Regions from separate parts of the Gossypium hirsutum genome. Here regions 1 and 2 are each linked to region 3. Evidence: chromatin contacts called from public Hi-C data. All regions are on one chromosome and are shown on one strand. The core of a region is the stretch at or near the end of the contact, and the rest is flanking DNA. Distances in the headings are between cores, read along the strand shown. Region 1 holds the start of LOC107887152 (calcineurin B-like protein 2). Region 2 holds the start of LOC107887165 (receptor-like protein 4). Region 3 has its middle 24 kb from the start of LOC121217708.

Region 1 (4,708 bases), core at 850-3,349, 210 kb after region 3:
AGAACATACAATCTAATAAAAAGTAGTTCAAAATCAAATATACATAAAATCAAACAGATCAAAAGGCCCAATTCAAACACAAAATCATTAACTCCATCACAAATTGAACCTAATCAAGATCCCATCTAATCAATTCCACAAAAAATAAAATTCATTTTAAAAAATATACAAACAAACCAAATTGCCAACTTAATAGATCTATTGAAGCGTAGGAATTAATTAAAACTACCTACTTTAATCTCACATCGATTCAAAAAGGTTTCTTTTCAATTATTATTGGGGAACAACCAGAGGGAAAAACAAATATATGAAAACAAAAATGTTATTACATTTTGCTAAGAAGCAAGCAAACAAATCATATAATTCCAGAACCGTTCTCAATTTCTCATTATTTCCCATAGTTAATTGTCTCACCGTCTATTTTGACAATTGAGTTTGGAACTTGAATCGACTGGTTTCGCTTGAACTGGCAAGTCGCTGAAGGGAAATAGACGAAAAAATTGAAGAGAAAAAATCACCAAATTGTTGAGAGTTTCATTTCTAAAAAGACTAAAAATGGCTAGGGCTTTTTTCTTTTTGTCAACGAAATTACTGCTGGTTGTTTTTTATACAGAAATGAATCCTGGGTCAGGGACGTAATGAAGGGAAGGGGAAGGAGAAGGAGAGAGCGTTTAGAAAGTTCTGATGCTGGGATTTTCCCCAAAAAAGACCTCATTTTCTTATGTTTTGTAAAATGTTTTACAGTGGAAAATCATTTTTAGCCAAACAAACACAGGATAAGGCTAAAAAGCTTTTACGAAAAAGTTTTTACAGGAAAACAAACGGAGCCTTAATGTTGCTAGTAAAATTAATATTACATGCTGGAAAATTACTAATAATCTTTTGCCTACTCTTGGTAATATTGTGATTCGGAGAGTGGCAGTGGTGAGTTGCTACCCTGTCTGTCGTGGAGCTAAGGATTCAGTTGAGCATTTGTTTCGAGAGTGTCCAGTCACAGTCCAAGTTCTGCAAGAATTGAAGGTGCCATTTTCCTCCAACAATGAAAATAATTGGAAACACTGGTTAGCTAAAGAATTCATAAACAGTACGTTGGAGACATGCATAGTATGGTTGGTCACTTTCTGGGCACTATGGTTTACCATAATCGAAACAGTATCTACCATGAAGTAGTTAACCGAAATGTGAAAGGGGTAGTAGTGTTTGTAAAGACAAACATGCACGAGTTGGAGAGTTTGGAATTTGCATTACCACAATTTCAACAATCACATAATATCACATGGGAACTGCCAGTTGGGGATACAATGAAAGTAATTTTTGACACCACATTCCATCAATAAATAAAGAAGGCAACAACTGGCATATTAGTTAGAAACAATGAGGGATTAGTGATTGTGGCGTGTACTTACCCGTATGAAAATATGGCAATTCGACAGCGGCAAAGGCAAGGGCGTGTCTCAGAGCTGTAATTTTTATGGAGGAGTTAGGGTTTCAAGAGGTAGTGGTCAAGGGGAATGCCTTGGCTGTTATAAAGAAACTAAGGGCTCTTGAGGAAGACAAATCGACCATTAGTGTTTTGGTAAAAGAGATTAAATTTAGGCCTGATAATTTTGAGTCAATGGAGTTTAGATTCATACCTCATCAAAGGAATCGTGCAGCTCATTTGCTAGCAGAGGAGGGAAAGAGATTCGGGGATCCTCGATTTTGGATAGAGGAAGCTCCAAGAACGGTGGAAGTAGAGGTAGAAAAGGATCGAAGGGTCATGCAAGGTAGGGATTGAATTAGGTTTTTTTACGTCGAAGGAATGATTATCTTTGGGACTCCGATGTGGTCAAATTTGAAGGAGCGAGATGGGAGAAATCGTCAAGATGCCATAGTCACTGGGAATGGAGAGATCAGATGCTTGATTAGCTGGTTGACACAGAATGAAGGCAAAAGCAGATTGAATTCATGTTGTTTAACTCAATAAGGAAAGATTTGTATCTGATTTGAAAAGAAGAAATAAATAAATTTAGTAATAAAGAAGTGAAAAACAGTAAAAGAAGAAATTTAAGAACAAACAACAAATAATAATAATATATAAAAAAAATAAATAGATGAAGTTTAAAAGTGAAAGATGGAACGATAGCAATGAAGGATAGAAAGATAGAAGTTCAATTGAACTCATTGAGATATAAATTTAACAAATTCATTTAATAGCTCTAATTAATCCTTCAAGAAATAATTCTGTTAAAGATGAAAAATAAATTCTCACGACTGCTTGAAGAAAATCGAGAAAAAACTATTTCTAAAAATTACGAAAGAAATCTTACTCAAAAAAATAAACTCTCCCAAAGTTGAAAACTTTGATTAATGAACACAATTGTGTCTTTAATGAATAATGAAGAAGTCTTTATATAGGCTAGTTAAGTATATCTAAATAAAACTCTAATTAATTTAAACAACAAATAATTTTAAACAAAACTTTATTCTTAATATAAAACTCCTAAATAACTTTAAATACTTAATAATTATAAAATATTCAAAATAAAAATAATAATAAAATAATAAGCCTAAAACTCAAATCCAATATAAAACACCTAAGCTTGTGGGATTGATTAGGGTCCTTGAAGTGAAATGTCTAAATTTGTTAACATTCTCCATATAAGCTTATTATCATAGATTGAGAATTTAGACCCATGAACAAAATTAATCTCTTCTAATTAATCATTATTCCAAAATTCACCATCTTAAAGCTTCAACTCTTTTTCTCAAATTTTTTTAATAATAAAATCTTAAAAGAATAAGTTAAAGTTTAACTTTAATTACTTAAATTTGGATCTCATTATTAAATCTTGAGAGAAACTAAACACATCTCTATTATGACCTTTAAATTGGACCGAAATTTCGTAAAAGGTCGTTTCATCTTTCAAAGTTTTAGGCTGTGGTTTTGTTTGTTTTCAAGTTGTCTAGTTTTGGTTTTTTGTTGTTTTTTTCTTCTTCCCAGAACAACCATTATGGCACCGTTCCTGATAGCCAGTCGTTGCAACGGTTAGTGGATGTAACAGCTCTTCTATTTTTTTACTTAATAATCACCAGCAGGTTTATTTCAGAAATTTATATATATTTTTAACACTTAGAATTAATTAAAATCTAAATCTAAAGTTGAATTATCCAAACATTTAATTTAGATTAATTAAAAATCTTCAAATTTTAATATTTTAATTCCCAACTAAAATTTTGAAATCCAAATTCTACTTTCTTATCCTGGTAATTTTTTAAATTTTATTAAAATTTGTATAGTTTTTTTTATAAACTTCTACAACTTTTTTTTAAAATTGTTAATATTTTTTATAGCTTTTTAGAAACTTTTAATTTATATATATTTGATTTTTTTAGATTTATTAAAATTTTATATACTTAAAAAAATTCAAAAGTTGGTATGAAATGCCACATCATCTACAAAAAAAGACTAAACTATTTGAACAAAAATTCAAAAAGCCAGTCGATAAATTCAATGAGTTTTGAGAGAGATAATGGCATTAACTATATAAGTTCCAAACATAACATGTCCCAAGGCAAAAACAGAAAAGAGAGAAGTATTTTACATTTCACTAGAACTTGGCTTCAACAACCCAACCCAACCCAGCTCAGCTCACACAAATAGAAATCTCATGTCTGCCTCCGTCAATTTTCCTAGAGCCTCTGTGGAGCCACCCACCGTCCTACACAACACCACAACACATTAAACATTCAAATTACTCCTTCAAATTTAACCAAAAACTAATTAAACTCTTACCCTTCAAACACTAATTCCTTCTTTTCTTGCAGCTTTAATATCCTCTCCTCTATTGTGTTCTCAATAACAAACCTCACAATCCTAACATCACACCAAAAAAGATGCAATTAGTCTCATTAACTCAAACCAGTCTTAACATTTTTGTTATAAATTAACTTCCAATCACAACCCAACCTTATTGGTTTACATTGCCCTATTCGGTGTATCCTATCTTGTGCTTGGCGCTCCACAGCTGGGTTCCACCAAGGGTCCATCAAGAAAACCTAATCAGGTCCAAAGTCTACCATTTTAAGCCTTTAGGAAAAAGAAATGTACACAAAGGAATAGCCAATTTAACCTAAACACTACAGCATTCATTTTAGATAAGGAAACGTTTAATTGCAAAATTTAAAACAAAATGTAATCCCAATAAGAGAGAGTAATGCCATAAATCCTTTTTTTTGCAAATGGATCCCAAAAGATATCAGAGATTAAACCAAACAAGAATTCAATAAGATATTGCTTACATGTGATGCAACTGTGAGATTAAGGGCAACACCTCCAGCTTTCAAACTCATGAGAAATATCTTGCAATCTGGATCCTCAGTAAAACTCTTAATTGCAGCATCTCTCGCAGCCAAGGACATGCTCCCTACTAGTTGAACACATTTTATGCTGGACTGCAAAAGAGGCCAATCTATTATGATAGCATCTTTTCTTATCTGCACAAAGAAACCATGACAGAATTTGTTTCGTTTCTCATTTTAGAGACCTTATGAAGGGAGTATTTTATGAGATCCAAGAAAGATGTGAATTGGCTGAAAACAATTCCCTTCGCAGAACCATCTCTTTCCACCATGAATCTGATTTCTTCCCTCTAAAATTATGAAAACTCTGTTAGCAGAGAGGATCAAGAGATAAACAGTGAACAATATGAATATGCCATGCAATAGA
Region 2 (4,928 bases), core at 2,155-4,654, 140 kb before region 3:
ACCAGTTAAGGGTAAAAACACACCTAGCAGAAGGGAACAAAAGAAAAAGAAAGACAGACCGTTATTAGAGTCTACAGTGCACTTCAAATTAATAAAAGAATTAGAACTTACAGTCGTGCAAGGGATTTTTGTCCAAGCCCAATTGGTAGAGTGCCATCTAAAGAATTAGAATTCAAGTTCCTGAACAATTTAAAAGAAATGAAAATTCCAATAACAAGACAAGTAATTCCAAAGGAACCAACAATGAAAGACTGTAAGTCATGAGTTAAATGCTCCACAAATGAAACAAGTCAGAAAGGTAATCACGCTTAATAAATCATTTACTTTTCACTATGTATATGATGCCGAGTTGAGAACGTAGAAGGCTAACAGCTAATACTTACAGATTAATCAAGTTTGACAGGAGACTAATCTGCTCACTGATATACCCCTTCAGGCCTTGACTTCCAAGTTCTCTGTAATATATGCATGGGCAATATATATAGATCTAAGCATAAAAAACATAAAATTTTGGCTCTGGTACAGTTATAAGCAGTCACACTAAAATAAATAGTAAATGGACTTATGCTGTCCCAAATAAAGTGAAATTTATATCTATCTAAAAAAAGAACCTCTGCAACCTAATTCAGAAACATTTTGATTTTTTCTTCTCTCTACAATGTTTACATTTCTCTCAAACATTACCTTCCTGATTCTCTTGTATCACCATCTCTTATTCTAAGTCTACATATTGGCACAATAATTCCTCTCAACAAGTAATTACTCCATCTCTAAGATCCTATTGTTATCACATTTTACTATTGTCTATACTTTTCCAATTTTATTTGATTCAAGAATGAGAGTTGTGTTTGTCAAATAGAAGCAAAGGCGGCACTTACATTTGAGTAATGACAAGGCCAGTTCCATTCTTGTTAGTATGACATGTAACTCCTTCCCAAGCATCCCAATCAGTAGGAGCACATGGATCACCATTCCAACCCATTCGGTCAGGAACACGGAGTGAATCTTTCAATGCTTTCATTGCGACCACTACAAGATTGCCAAATAAGTAACACATCTATTTCAGAAATATATATCCCAATTTCTCTCTTCAGCACAAACATTATTTACATGTGAACTTTTTCTATCTATTCATTTTCTAAACCAAGAGAACTATTGTTCCTTCCAAGAATCAGTTCCTTCGAAGTCCTGATCTTTAACACCAACCGCAATATAAGGCCCATTTAAGGATTTGCTCCAGTTTCCAAGGAAACTAGAACAAGGACAAGCATATTTCCCGTTTTTTCTTGCCAAACTCACGCATTTATCACAACCATCTATAACCCACTAGATGAATACATGTGACAATATGGCCATCCTTCGTAAGTGATTCTAACATATATTGGGGAAATATTAATAAATGGAACACAGACTCAAACTTTTAAGTTTTCATTATGAGAACTCGATCTCCCCTTGGCACCTACTTTAATAAAATAATAGTTATTATAATCACATGTTAAATAGAAAGCTATTTGGATATCCGATCTGTTTTCTTTTTGGCGGATTCAGATTTTAAAATTACTATCCACTAGAGATTTGGGTGGATACCCGGTTTTCCATAATCCAAGGGTACATTACTTATTTGGATAACCGATGTGGATTTCGATATCCAAATTCATTCGTTACAAAATGCTTATAATTTTGACATTATATGCATAAGATTATAAGTTCAGAATTTAGGAGATTTGAATTCAGATGTGTGGATTTGGATATAAAAAAAAATGAAAATTTCGAAATTGGATTTTTTCAGATTCGGATATCCAACAGATAAAAAGTATTTAATACTCGGATAATTTGCGGAAAATAAATAGGTTCGGACTTTTAGGTAAATTTGTAGATTCAGACAAATAAATAAAATCGCATATCCTACCCACCACCATTCCTAATCAAATTAACTACCCAAAAAGTCTAATTTTCCTATAGAAAACTAATGATTTCAAGGACCAACCAAACTCTCATACGCAACTTTCAACTTAACATGCAAATCACTAAAAAGTTCATATAAATAATAAAAATTCAGCATCTTTACCTTGTTCAGGAACCGTGGCCAAATCAGCTGGAACCATGGCGTAATTTTCAAGCCCACAGATCAACGGAGCCCCTGCCACAGGCGACAGCTTCACATTCAACACAGAACTGCTCAAATTCTTCTCCGTATAATTTAAACTAAAAGCCGCAAAGCTCCCAACTTCCTTTAATATATCCACTCTACTCACATTCTTATCGTTGACCAGCACATCGAACACTCTCTCCCCTGCCTTTTTAACCGTCGAATCGATCTCCGCAAAATGAAACCACACCAAGTAATCAAGCTTTGCATCCACTGGTAATTCGTATTCCAGACGTCCCTCAATTGTCACCGCCGATTGGTACAATTTCATGGGAAAGTAATTCGGCGCTTTATCGGTACCAGTTATTTTTTCTTTAGTGGTTATAACTTTAGCGGATTCCGACTTTCCAGCTCGGTAATCGGAATCGGATTGCCAGGAGCGGCCGAAGGCGTCCGGGTCGGATGTGAAACCGGGTCCCCATTGTGATGAACCGGGAGAGAGTCGCCCATAGTTGACTAGAATGTAGCTATCGCTGGTTTGGGCGGAGTTATATGACAAAGGATCGATCTGGACGACTTCCAGAGAAGCGATGACGGGAGGGTCAGTGGCAATGCTGTAAAAACAGAAATCGAGTTGACCGTCTTTGACGAAGGCAAAGAGATCGGAGTAAGCGCCATCTCGAGTGAGAGATTCGGGCCAAGGAGAGCGCCAGGAAAAGACGAGAGTGCCCTCGACAGAAGCGTCGAAGGAAGGGGAATGGGATTTGCCGTCGTAGTTGTCGTAAACGGTAAAAGTACGGATGTAGTAACGGCCAGCAGGAAGGGGGATATTGTAGCAATTCTTCTTACCGGAGGAGAGTGGGAAGTAACGGAGAGTCTTTTCGTGTTGAAGATGGAAATGTAGGGGCTCGGAGACCACGGAGGTGGAACCGCCAGTGAAGAATTTGTCGGGTAGCCAAGAGATGTTGTAGGAGTCGGTGGAAGGAGTGGAACTGCCGCAGTCAATGTGGAAGCTAGTGTCTGCAAAGAAAACAAAAACAAAATACAATAGCAGCAGTTAGAAGATAGTGAGCGAGAATAAGAAAAGAAAAACAAAAGGTGGTGGAAGTGGCTTACTGTAAGGGTAGGGCAAAGGGGAGGAAGAGTGGAGGAGGAGAGCCAAGGAGAGCAGGAAAAGGAAGAGGAAGGACATGGTGGAACGAGAGAGAAACATAATAGGAAATGGGGGATTTGATTTTGGACATTGACGCTATAAAGTAGGGGTGGGGTGGGAGTATAAAGTCAGACAGTAAAAGAGGGCGAGATTAGTGGGATATAATATTAATTCACACTTCAACAATTTGTTTACATAATACCAATTAAAAATAAATAAATAAAAAGCATAAAATCGAATTACTAAATCCTCAAATTGGAAAAGTAAAAGCTTTTTGAAAATACTCAAATAATAAAATAAATTAAATAGTATTTTTCTTATAATTTACTTTAAATATGTTTCAATTCATATTAAATAATAATACTATTCTTTATCTAATTATTTATATTTCAATATTTAATTAAATTAATTTTAAAAAATAATAAAATGTAATTTACTATTAATTACATTAATCTTTAAAAATAATTAAATTAAATATTTAAAAAATAATTGGTGTTAATTATTTATATTTCAATCTTTAGTTACATTAATTTTAAAAAAATAATAATATATTTTTAATTAAAATGCAAAATTAACCAGTGCGATGCAGAATTAAGAAAATAAGATATTATCTAAAATAAGGCTTTGATGCATTTTAAGAAAAATTAGTTAGTGAAAGGTTGTTTTTATGAAAAGTGGTATTGTTATCCGCGCAACATGTCAGCATTTTTTATTTATTGTTATGAAGTGAACACTTTTTCCTATAATTATGATTTCGTATTAACTAATGAAACAATTTAATATACTTGGTTTCAATTTAATTTATTTTTTAATTATTATATGCGATCAATTCCTACATCGGACGCAGCGTAGGGGCAGGAGTATAATATTGATTCGCATCTCTTGATTATATCATACCATCCAAAAGAAAGTATTCTTAGTAAAATTTATTTGAAAGTGCTCAAATAAAGCCTTAACTTTTTTAAAAGTGGATAAATAATTTAGATGATTATTTTCTTATCATTTACTTTAGATATATTTCAATCCATATTAAAAATAATAATAATATTTAAATTAATATAAGTTATTTACATTCCAATATTTAATTACATTAATATTAAGAGTAATTTTAAAAATTTTAAAATAAATTTAAATTTTATTAAAAATTATAAGAAATTTAAAAGCTTTTAAATAATTTAAAATATAATTAAATATTTAAATGTAGTTTAAAATTATCTTTTAGTACTGTTTACAAATTAATTTTATATCCCATATTTTTTATATTTTAATTTCTTACTTATGTTATTTGAGAGAATTTATTAGAAAAATAACATACATTAATTTAATATATTTTAATTAATCCAAAAAATCAACCTATGCATCATAGGGTAAAAAAAACTTTAGGAAAAATTAGTTAGTGAGATGTTGTTTTCATGAAAAGTGATATTGTTATCCGTGCAACTTGTAATCATTTTTAGTTATTGTTATTAGGTGAATCCTTTTTCCTATAATTACTGACCTTGTATTTCAGTAATTATTATTTATTTCAATGTTAAAATATGGTTGCGTAAATTACAACATATTTGACTATAAATATGGTAATCAACAACTAAATAATTTAGATTATAAATATGATTACTAACTAACGAAATTATATTATATGCTTATACAATTTGACTCTTTTATATTTTTTTAAATATTAGAATG
Region 3 (4,509 bases), core at 1,774-4,273:
CCGTACTCTCCACTTATAATCTATTGGTAAAACTACCAAGTTACAAAATGTGGTACAACACCAATTGAGACAAATAATTTGAACTAAGAAAACCTTTTCAAAGTTTGTTTATAAAATTTTTTAAAAGAAAGAGAGAGAGGAAATTGAAAATTAGGGCAGGGTGGATAATATAGAAAGGGAGGCAGGTCCAAATTAGGAATTAGGATTATGATTTTGGATGGTGATTGAAAATGACATTATTATGTAACCAAAAATCAACCAACACCCTTCCCCATTATATTAACTAACGTTGACCTTTTGAGTAACGGTTGAAGTTAGGAAACCCCAGAGGTGGTCCTTATGCAATTACAACAATGAAAATTGGTCTAAAGAGAAATAAAATTCAGTTTAAATTACGAACAGATATAAATTTATTAAATCAAATTTTAATTAATAATTAATAATTTAATTGATTGGATTCTAAAAATATTAATTGCAATCAACATTCTTTGTATGATCATAATATATATTAAAATTAATTGGTTATTCTTAAATTTGAAGTCTCAATCATCTAATCTTAATTTAGCAATTATTGTATATGTACCCATACATTTATTATACAAAGCTACCAAACTCTGATTAGTAATAACTTGAAGCCTTTAGAGTAAGTACAATTGTAATTAAATTAGGGGTAAATTTTTTATTTACTGCTCACATTTCTATTTTCAACATCCATTTCAAAATTTTGTTATTTTACTTACTCCCATCACATAAATTATCAATTTTAATCACTCCACCATTAATTTAAGTTTGGTTACCAAATTGAATGTTAATATAGTCTAGTATAATAATAAAATCAACTCTCAATATTTACTTATTTTATTGATTAACAAACAAAACAAATCTAGCCTTTACTATTCACACATTATACCAATTTGGCCATGATTCTAAAAATTAAAAATTTTAAATTTTAAAAAATATATAAAATTCAAAATTATTAAATCTTAATATATTTTGGCACCTTCAATCTGCACTTTTCCTTCTTATCTTCCTCAATCAAGGCCAATTTTTGTTCCTCGTTACTCAAATATTTCTTTGTAGATTTTAATTGTTTAACTGATTTACCTCTTAAATCTTTCATATAGTTTTAATCTAACGTTGTTGGTTTCTTGTTTTCCTTTCTAATTTTTCTGAATTAATGCATAATTTATAATTTTTGAGCTTGGGGTTGGGGGAAACATCATAGAGAAAAAGTGGGAAGTAAATACAAGAAATAATAGTGAAAAGGTAGTGGAGATGAGATGATTTTAGATTGCAGTGTAAAGAAGATAGTGTTATTCTTATATTATTTGGTGCGCATTTTAAGTGATTCGTAATGAAAGTATTATCTAATTAATTTCTTTCCAAATTCTAAAAATTTACAAATTTTTCTTCTTACTATTTTAATTCAAATAAATAATCTAAATTTAAAATGAAAAAATAATTCATTTTTACAATAAAAAATAAAAGTCAAATTTAAATAACCTCAGAATGATAGGCATAGAAAGTATATTTGAGAAAACGAAAAAAGAAAAGAAAGATGGAAAGGAAAAGTGTGGATTTTGGGGAAGGCTGGTGTGAAAATATATTAAATTTTTTAAAAAATTTTAAATATATATTTTTTATAATTTTTTAGTATTTTATAAATTTTAATTTTTTTAATATTTATTTATTAATTTATATTTATATTTTCTTATTAAAATCATAACTAAAATAGTATAATATGTAAATATTAAGAGTTAAATTTGTTTTTTTTTAAATCATGATTAAATTAAGAAAATAGGTAAACATTAAGGACTAATTTTGTTATTATACAAAATCACGTCAACATTCCGTTTGATGACTCAACTCATTTAAATCATAAAATGATTTAAATTGACAATTTATCCAATAAAAATGACAAAAATAATAATTTTTTAAAATAAGTGAAAAAAAATGAAAAAAACAAGTAAACTCGGGTCATAAATAAGGTAATTTACTCATAAAATAGTGTTTAAGTGAGTGATGGCATGTGGATGGATGAAGTGAAGTAATGAGGAAGTGATGCTTTCTGAGCTGTGCTTTCTAGTATTTAGGTTTGTTGTTATGAGTAAGAACAAAATTAGAGGAAAGTCCAAAAGAATCTTCACTGTTGTTGTATCATTGTATTTGTTTAGTGGTCTTATTGCTTCGGTTGTCCCATACCAGTATCCCCATCACCAACAAAAAAAAAATTACATTTTTTTTTATTATGATTTCAAGCTTACCAATAATCTCATCTAGGTAAACCCAAAAGAAGGATGGCAGGTCCGACTTTGGGGAGGGAAAAATATTCAGACACATATATAAGTTAAAAGAGTACTTAGAATTTAAGGACTAAGTTGTATTAAATTAGTACTTCTATTATAATATAAAATAATTTAAAATTTTATATTATTACAAAAAATTAAATAAATCTAAACTATAACAGAATTAACATTTTCTGTATAAAAAATATTTTAAAAAATATTTTTTACAATTGTAATTTAGTTCTAAACAAAAGACTTTATTTAGAAAACTATAAGCACTTTAAAAAAATTAACTTTGTTAAACAGTAAATAATATTTTTTTAAATATTAAATGTTAATTCTATTCTAATTTAACTTTATTTGATTTTTTATAATAATATAATGACTAAATTTACCCATTTAATAATAGAGTGATTAATCTCCTAATTGCTTTTTTTTTTCTTTTTTTCTTTTTTTGATAAAAAGACCCAATGGTCAACATCATTTTATAACATCCCTTAAAATAAAATCATGGAATTCCGAAGGATAATCCATATCAAAATCCGTAATACAATTCTGGACATTAGCCCAATTACAAAGACTATCCGCAACTTTGTTACAACCACGCGGGGTCCAAACAAAACTAAAGCTAAAATTACAGCACTGTTTCAGCTTATTAATGATATCCTTGGTGCAATGGCCCATAGTTGAATAGTCAATTTTTGTTTTATTGAGTTGGTTGATCAAGCCCACACAATCCGACTCAAAAATCAGCTTGGTCCAACTTTTAGTCTGGGCGAAAATAATGCTCTCCTCCAACGCATGCAGCTTGGCGCATTCGGCTTGAACTTTCTTCTCCAGCACACCCGCTCGACCGTCGAGAACAAAGCCTTCATGGTCCCTCGCCACAATACCGAAGCAGATCTTCCTCCCATTCGTATTAGCGTCGAAATTAATTTTAACCATCCCTTGGTCAGGCTTCCACCAGCCCTGCTCTCTTTCCGGTTTCGAAATCATCGGGCACTCTAAAAAGTTGAAAATGAGGAAATCACGACTTAAAGCAGCAGCACTGTCCCAGGTCACCATGGCACCGTCCTCCTTGTCATGGAAAACTTTATTATTCCGACTATTCCAAATGTTCCACAGCACCGTAATCAAGTCAGAGAACGCCTTCTTATCTATCATGCGAGCCACATCCTCGAGCCAATCCACACACCTATTGTAAGTGCCTTCGAGAACTTTATTATTTAAACCACCATGGACCAAGACCGCCCTAGCCCTCGGGCAATCTTTCATAGCATGGATGAGGGTCTCCTTGTCGCTCCCACATCTCGGACAATTGCTTTTAACCTCCTTCTGAATGCTAGAAATTTTATCATACGTAGGGAGAATATCATACCCTAAACGCCAGCAAAAAATCTTAATTTTCGGGAGGGTTTGAATTTTCCAGGCCAATCTCCAAAAGATCCGATGAGGGCCATACCCCACATGCTTCAGCGTCAACCAGGAGTAAGCAGACTTGGTAGAATAGTAACCAAAGGGGTTATGGTACCAGATACGATAATCATCAGGACTATTATGGAAAAGGGGGATTTTACATATTTGGTCCCCCAAAAAATCACCGTAGATCTCAAAAATCCTACTCTCGTTCGAGCCGTCTTTCTCATTATTCAACAGGTCACTCACCTTGTTCTCTTGGACCGCCTGTCTATCAAGTCTGATCGAGCACCCGAAAGCCCTTCGAATCCCCAATTGTCGGGCCAAATGTCGATCTTATCCCCCCGACCCACGATCCAACCAAAACCCTCATACAAAATACTCGCGGCTTTAGAAATGCTCTGCCACGTAAAGGAGGGTTTATTCCTAATTGCTTTCATATAGAAAGAGAGGGGGGATTATTATTTTGTGGAATAAAAAATCACAAGTCTAAAATAAAATCATTTGTTCTTAATATAGAAGAAGAAAGTTAGGGTAGGCTTGCTTGCGGATATTTTTTACTCCATTAGTGGTCTAAATAATTATTTATGCACATAATATTTTCAAAAATATAATATAGTAAATTTTAATTATAAATAAATATAAAAATCATAATTTTAATATTAATATTAATATTAATAGAAAATAAATATACAAATTTTCTCTATACGTGACTTATTTAAAATATGAATCTTGTAATATTTTTATAATAAAAAGTTATTAATTAATTTATTTTATTTTCACTTATGTATTTACCTATTATTATTAT

The links. A called contact is a pair of places that touch in the nucleus more often than the background predicts.
Region 1: a contact with region 3 is called in a Hi-C map of leaf, with 2.2 times the contacts expected there. The contact joins the promoter of LOC107887152 here to the enhancer-like site in region 3. A contact is called at or near these places in 2 of 34 Hi-C or Micro-C datasets (both in leaf).
Region 2: a Hi-C map of hypocotyl shows a contact between it and region 3, with 5 times the contacts expected there. The contact joins the promoter of LOC107887165 here to the enhancer-like site in region 3. A contact is called at or near these places in 14 of 34 Hi-C or Micro-C datasets (callus, fibers, hypocotyl and 3 more).

What each region holds. Positions count from the first base shown.
Region 1 is chrA03:56,653,339-56,658,046 of Gossypium_hirsutum_v2.1, forward strand. It overlaps LOC107887152 (calcineurin B-like protein 2), which reads right to left and starts at 2,100. Exons shown (of 9, transcript XM_041103838.1): 1 at 1,635-2,100; 2 at 1,407-1,460; 3 at 891-1,031; 4 at 1-477. LOC107887153 (DNA repair protein RAD16) reads right to left here. Exons shown (of 17, transcript XM_016811307.2): 13 at 4,527-4,631; 14 at 4,282-4,434; 15 at 3,950-4,038; 16 at 3,776-3,856; 17 at 3,486-3,701. The coding sequence ends at 3,632.
Region 2 is chrA03:56,301,281-56,306,208 of Gossypium_hirsutum_v2.1, forward strand. LOC107887165 (receptor-like protein 4) reads right to left here and starts at 3,405. Exons shown (of 9, transcript XM_016811324.2): 1 at 3,206-3,405; 2 at 2,069-3,109; 3 at 879-1,029; 4 at 384-455; 5 at 112-180. The coding sequence starts at 3,302.
Region 3 is chrA03:56,439,163-56,443,671 of Gossypium_hirsutum_v2.1, forward strand. No RefSeq gene overlaps it. Among protein-coding and RNA genes, the nearest start is that of LOC121217708, 24 kb to the right of the region's middle. Within about 2 kb of position 3,024, at least 4 of the 9 cell types and tissues checked have an H3K27ac peak or open chromatin away from gene starts, as enhancers often do. A contact at or near this core is called in hypocotyl and leaf, where this site is marked.